Regions from separate parts of the Mus musculus genome. Here region 2 is linked to region 1. A link is a contact called in public promoter capture Hi-C data. All regions are on one chromosome and are shown on one strand. Each heading gives the region's core, a stretch centred on a gene start, on an enhancer-like site or on the middle of the called end of the contact. The rest is flanking DNA. Distances are from core to core; before and after follow the strand shown.

Region 1 (3,457 bases), core at 779-3,278:
CACCTAGGTGGATAGTGGGAAATGATTTCTTTAATTTGTTTAGTGTGCATGTGGGTGTCTGGGTGCGTATGCGCCATCTGCTCAGTGGAGAGACAGCTGGGGAAGTTGCTTCTCTTCTTCTACCATGAGGGTTTGGGGCATTGAACTCCAGCCATCATGCTTGTGGTCATGTGCCTTTACCCGTGAGCCATCTCACCTCATCTCCTTCCCTCTGATGTCTGCCTGTGTCCTCTTGTTTGTAAACTCTTTTCCTCTTTAAGATTATATAACTTCACACATATATGTATGTACACATTTAAATCTCTAAATCAACCTTGGTTTTCATATTAATTGCAAAGTGTGTGGTCAAAAGTTAGCTCTAAGTTTTGGGCATAGTGTACTTACTTCTAATTCCTGAATTTAAGAGGCAGAGATGGGAGGATTGGGAGTTTGAAGCCAGCTTGGACCCTGTCTCAACATGCACCCTCATAAAGAATTTCTTAAAAATCATCTTGTAATTACACAAGCGCTCAGTTTTCCTACTAATTATATCAGCAGCAGTCACCAAGGTTTCATCCTCGTATGGCTTCTCTCTGAGGGCTTGAGGTCGGGAACTGGGCTGCTGCTGGCGTGAGGAAGCCCAGTGCTAGAGCTTGAGCTTGTGTGGGAGGGTGAGTGTTCAGTAGGCTGTACCTGTCGCTGTCCCGGAAGGAAGGACTATGTTGTGGACTCGAGGGCTGTGGACATCTTCAGCAGTTAAGAGCAAGTTGTTCTTCCAGAGGACGTGGGTTTGAATCCCAGCATCGGCATGGTGGCTCACCACTGTAGGGAACTCTAGTCCCAGAGGATCTGATCTGATGATATCCTCTTCTGGCTCCCACAGACACTGCAGACACACAGTGCACAGACATACATGCCAAATAACCACATGCATAATAGAAAAAAAAGACCGGCTTAAAGAAAACAGTGTGAACTTCGAATCATGGTCAAGCGAGAGCTGCCCAGCGGTGCTCTTGGGTGACTTTCCGTTCAGTTTGTGAAGCGAGGCCAAGCTACTTAGTTTCCTGAGGTTGATGCAAAGATCACATGAGGCGATGCGTGCATTTAGTTTCGGAGCTGCCACATGGTGTTAGATTTTTTTTGTTTGTTTGTTTTTGTTTTTGTTTTATATTTACAACAGGCCTTTCAGTCTAGTACTCTGTGAAGTAGTTCCAGATAGATAGAACTTTGAATATAATTCCCATATAGGTTACATGCAAGTAGTTTGAGGAGAAAATAATGAATATTTATACCGTTTGTGAGAGGAGGAACTCTACTTTCTATAAAAATAGCAATTTTGTCACTAAGCTGTATCTGTGGCTGAATCCTGATCACATGTAGGATATTCTTAGTCATCACTTGGTATGATATTTTCTGAACTTAAGGAAAAAAAATAAACTTTCTGTTCTGTTTTTTTTTTTTTTTTCCTTTTAAAGACAAGGTTTCATTTGTAGCTCTGGCTGGCCTAGAACTCACCAAGTTCAATTTCATTGTGCCTTCTGAGTACTGGGATTACAGATGTGTGCCACCATGCCTGGAAGGAGGGTTCTATTTTAGTTTATAGTTCGAGGGTGCAGCCCGTTATGGCGACAGGAGTTTGAGGTCACATTGCAAGCTCAGTGAGTGGAATGATGTCCACTGGTGCTCAGCTGGCTGTCTCATTTTGATCAGCCTGGGACGTAGGCTGTGAAGTGGTACTGCTCACAGTAGGATGGGTCTTCTCATCTTAGCTAACCGAATTGAAAAATTCCCTCACGGACACGCTCAGAGGCTCTCTCCTTGTGGCTGTAGGTCTTGTGTTCAGTTGGAGAATGTTCAGAGATGGGTGGGAAGGATGTGAGGGTCCCGAGGAGCAGGCCCCACACGCCTGTGCCTTCTCTGTGCCAGCCGGTATTCCTAGCAATTATATATACTGTGTCATCATCCAGAACGCTCTATGGGCATGCGCTATTATTATTCTTTTTACGGGAATACTTGACGGAACTGGAATCATTGTACTTAACGGAAGTATCAAGTAGCGAGTGTGACTCACAGGAGGAAAAGGCACAGACGTCTTTAATCATCTGCCAAGCACTGGGCTAGACTCCAGTCACAATCTTACTGAATTCTTAACAACAAACCTATTTGGAGGTTTTTGCTACCATCCTCTGTTAGCAAATGAAGAGCAGAGTGCCATGGCACAGGTCTCTATAAACCACCATGTGATCCTAGTACTGAGGAGGACCACAGGTTTGAGGCCGACCTTGGCCACACAATGAGACTCCGACTTAAAACAAAAACCAAGAGGAGGAGGACTGGTTGGTCAGGTGCTGGGTGTCTTGTTAAGTGTGGATCTTTCTAGGTTCCCGGGTGATGCTGGTCACATGATGCCCTCATCCTTCTGCCATGTTCCAGAAGGCAGCCTGAGTGGCCTGCAAAAAGCTGGTGGTGCTGGTGTCAGAAAAGCTTTCTGGCTGCTGTGTCCACAGAGGAAATGCTTTCCCTCCAGTGTTTTTGATCTCTGTGTGTGGCAGTGCCTCTCATGCTTCACTTTAGCTGTTTGGGAACACTGTTTGAGGCGGCATCACCGGGGTTGCGGAGAAAATTTTGCATTGGCTGATGAATTATCTTTTATGCATTGATTATTTTTTTAACCATTTTTTTATTCCCCATTTATTTGTCTATGTTTCACAGTGCTGGGGATTGAACGTAGGGCAATAAGCGTGCTATGCAAACTCTCAACTGCTGAGGCACAGATACTAACTTTTAAATGTATCTTAAATGAATTTATAAGGACAAATTAAAATGCTTAAATTAAAAATAATATTACATGTATTTATTCATGTATTTATTTGGGGGAAGGGTGCATGTGCCATAAGTGTGTGTGTATGTGTGTATGTGTGTATATGTGTGTGTGTGTGTGTGTGTGTGTGTGTGTGTGTAGATCAGAGGGTAGCTTTTGAGAGTGGTTCTTCCACCGTGTCCTGGGGATCAAACAGAGTTTGTCAGGTTTGGTGGCAAAGTACTTTTACCCACTCTACCCTCTTGCCAGCTCTAACTGCTGTATTTTATGAGAGAGTTTGTGTCTGAGTTGAGAGTTATGGGTGGGTCTGCTGTTGAGATGAACTGTCTGACCCAGTGTTAAAGAGACAGTCCTGGGGCATTCCCAGCCTTCCCCTGCATGGGATTTCTGACACTTCCCTCTGTGTAGACCCCTGTGGTACCCAGTTCTGCTGGATCCTGTCTCATGGCAACAACAACAGTGGTGCCCTGTGAGAAGAGTTCCAAACCAAGAGTGGGTTCATCTTTGCCACTTAGTAGCAGTGACCTTGGATAAGTCATCCATAATTTGTAAATGAGGGATTGTGCAAATAAGGTACAACCTTGGAGCAGCCTCTTGGGCAACCAAAAATACTTGTTTATATATGTGAGGGCAGGAGAAATGGCTTAGTGGTTAAGA
Region 2 (2,965 bases), core at 462-2,961, 150 kb before region 1:
CTAATTTCCTAGGCCTTGCTAAATTCTTATATGAGTGTAACTTTTAAGTATCTGGAGAATCTCCATTTGTCAGGAGAATATACCAACTTGTTTTTAATATGCAATGTAGCCTTACTGAAGATTTCTATCTCAATGAGATTCCCTGGCTCTTTCTGCAGACCAGTTGAGCCACTGGCTCTGTCTATTGTAATGCTTAGTTAGTTACTGAATAGGTTAACTTCCTTACTGCCTTCTCACAGGATTCTAAGCTCGGGCAGCTTCTGGGATCTTGGAACACTGGGGAGACTAACTATAACAGAATTTAATCTTAAAAGGCATTTATAATAAAATATTAAAAGAGAGCTCGTAGATCCATACACCAGACTAATTCGGGAATAGAATATGAGTATATGGATAAACTCCAGGAGGTGAGCTTCCTTGAAACTCTCTGCCTCGTGAGTGGCTTTTAGGCTTCACAGCCTGTCAAGCTGACTCGACCTGAGTGCGTGGCACCCAGTCACTGGAAAGTGGGGTTGCTTTACTTTCTTCCACTGCCATTAATTTTTTGAGAGGTTTTCGCTGTGTAACTCACTCTGTAGACCAGGCCAGCCTCAAACTCAGAGATCCACCTGCCTCTGCCTCCCAAGTGCTGGGATTCAAGGCGTGCACCACCACGCCTGACAACATTTGTTATATAAGAGAATAGTCACACTATTGTACATGTAATGACCTTTTCACTCCAAGGCCATTAGTGTACTTACACATCAATACACTTATCATCACTCACAGAGCTAGCTCTCCAGTCCCTGGGAAGCTCAGATGGCTACTGGCTGTCCTAGCATTGGCCCTGGTTAGCACTATTTCTAGTTTGCTTTTGTGAACACTGCTGTTGTTAGATATATCCAGTAGTTCTACCCAGTCTTCCCAGTAAAAATATAAAAAACAGTTACTAAGTAAAGAATATGCACATTTTAACACTTTTTGACAAATTCTTTCTGTGTGCTTCTTCTGTGTAAGAATGTCCCTTTGTGTGCATTTGGTTCTTCTTTGTCTGTCACTGTGGCTGCCTAGGCAGCCCTGGGTTGGGTTAAAAAAAAAAAAGACATATTATTTTCCAGGTTAGAGTACTCAGGCTTCCTCCCTAGGAACTTCTTTTTGAAGAATTTTTTTAAAGTTCTAAACTATATAAAATTTAAACTAAAATCTCAATTTTGGCAGTATAAACCCTTTAGTGGCTTTTAATAAAAAATGTAATAATGTGAGTTAAGTATTGATTCTATGAAATATAAACCACCTGGGACGTGGACAGCTGGCAGACAGGCTTTTCTGCCCAACTCACTTCTCATCGACTCTCCTGCCTCTGAGCTCGACACCTAATGTAATGAGTCACCTTCCTTTGTGGAAATTGTATTTGTAAAACACTAAGCTGATATCTCAGAGTCGAGCTGTACCTCACTCTTTCAGGTGAGCCTGGTCTGTGGTACAGCTACCTCTCAGTGAAAAAAGGGGGGTTTCTGGTTTACTCCACACTGACACCAATGGTTCTGAGCCGATTATGTCTAAAAATGTTACTGAAACAGAATTCACATGTAAGAGTCTCTATTTTAAGGGGCATAGTTCACAGATTTTAGTATATCTACAAGTTTGTGCAACCAACACTACTATCTAATTCCAGATCATTTCTCTCGACACTCTTAGCAGGCGCAGGCCACGCCCTTCTTCCTGCAGCTGCTGACAGTGCTAACCTGCAGTGTAGGCATGGCTCGTGGGGTGTCTTGTGTAGACAGTATCACAGTTGTGGTCTTCTGCGTTTGGTTTCTCTTACCTATCCTAATTTTCAAGGTTAATTCATCTTGTAGCATGTAATAAAATTTTTAGAAATGAAACTAATACTGTACCAACTAAAACTACTTAATAGAGATGACTTTGGGAAACCAGAAAGTTGGATCTGTTAATCACAGAAAAGAAAGCAGTGTCAGAAAAAGAGGAGAGAAGGGCAGGAGAGTTGGTACAAATGCTGCAGTGATAAAGAATGAGATAAAGGAGGGAACGGGACAGTGACGCTGGAGGCTTCCAGACAATGCTGTCCCCACAGAAGAGGAAGTATTCTTAACAGGAAGTAAAGTGCATCGGGCAAAATGGCTGCCCCTAAAGTGTGCCACAGGCTTTGATGATAAAGTGGAAATGCTAATTAACTTGATGTGTTTAGTGTACACTGTATATATGTATTAAAATACCCCATAAAAACTGATAGGCCATAAAATGCATGTAAATCACATGTGAATAAAATGTAAAGCTTGTGTCTAGGTGCCGTGGCACATGTGTAGTCGTAGATGCTTGGGGAAGCTGTTTGCAGCAGCAAAGTGAGACCCTATTTTGAGAATTTAAAATATGGGGCTGGATAGTTGGCTCAGTGGTTAAGTGGCCTTGTTCTGCCCAGAGCTTAGCAATACTTTGTAGGTGTCTCTTTTCAGCTCTTGGAGGAGCCACATGTTGACACAAGTTTGCTGAGGTGAAACTGCTTGCCACCATGTACCTGAGGTACACATCTTGAATCAGACCTAAACATCTTGAGTATTGTTTGGGGTGCATGTTTCAGGGATTTGTTTAAGCTCAGAAAATCTGGGGACACTAGAACAGTGTATCTGGTAGTTTTGTGTTTCATGCAGTCCAAGCTGGCCTCAAGCTCTCTATTGTAGCTGAATACTGGCTCCACTTCTCAAATGTTGGAATTTAAGTGTGCACCCCCACACCTGAATTGTGTGGTGTCAGAGATCAAACCCAGGGCTTCATGCCTTTATGCTAGGCCGGCATTCTGCCTTCTGAGCTCCAGCTGCAGCCCCAAGTGACTGTTAAAGAAGATCTGACTGTTGAGAAACATTAGCAGTGGAAAGCAGTTTGGGGGAAGGGAGGGAGAAGGACTCTAAAAAGAGAATACAGGAGATGGAAAGTAAGAAGAGTTGTTAACAGGAAGTGACGACACTAA

What was found. Capture Hi-C pulls out chosen DNA fragments and counts their contacts.
Region 2: a contact with region 1 is called in a promoter capture Hi-C map of adipose tissue. The contact joins two enhancer-like sites. A contact is called at or near these places in 4 of 115 datasets of contacts at active chromatin or transcription factors (effector CD8 T cells, embryonic stem cells and memory CD8 T cells) and 2 of 9 other capture datasets (adipose tissue and liver).

What each region holds. Positions count from the first base shown.
Region 1 is chr7:80,772,957-80,776,413 of GRCm38.p6, reverse strand. The region is part of intron 2 of Iqgap1 (IQ motif containing GTPase activating protein 1); the gene reads left to right. Among named protein-coding and RNA genes, the nearest start is that of Iqgap1, 29 kb to the left of the region's middle. Within about 2 kb of position 2,028, at least 128 of the 459 cell types and tissues checked have an H3K27ac peak or open chromatin away from gene starts, as enhancers often do. A contact at or near this core is called in adipose tissue and embryonic stem cells, where this site is marked.
Region 2 is chr7:80,918,252-80,921,216 of GRCm38.p6, reverse strand. All of the region lies in intron 4 of Sec11a (SEC11 homolog A, signal peptidase complex subunit), which reads left to right. The region is part of intron 2 of Gm51451 (a long non-coding RNA gene); the gene reads right to left. Among named protein-coding and RNA genes, the nearest start is that of Gm51451, 9.2 kb to the right of the region's middle. Within about 2 kb of position 1,711, at least 101 of the 459 cell types and tissues checked have an H3K27ac peak or open chromatin away from gene starts, as enhancers often do. A contact at or near this core is called in adipose tissue and embryonic stem cells, where this site is marked.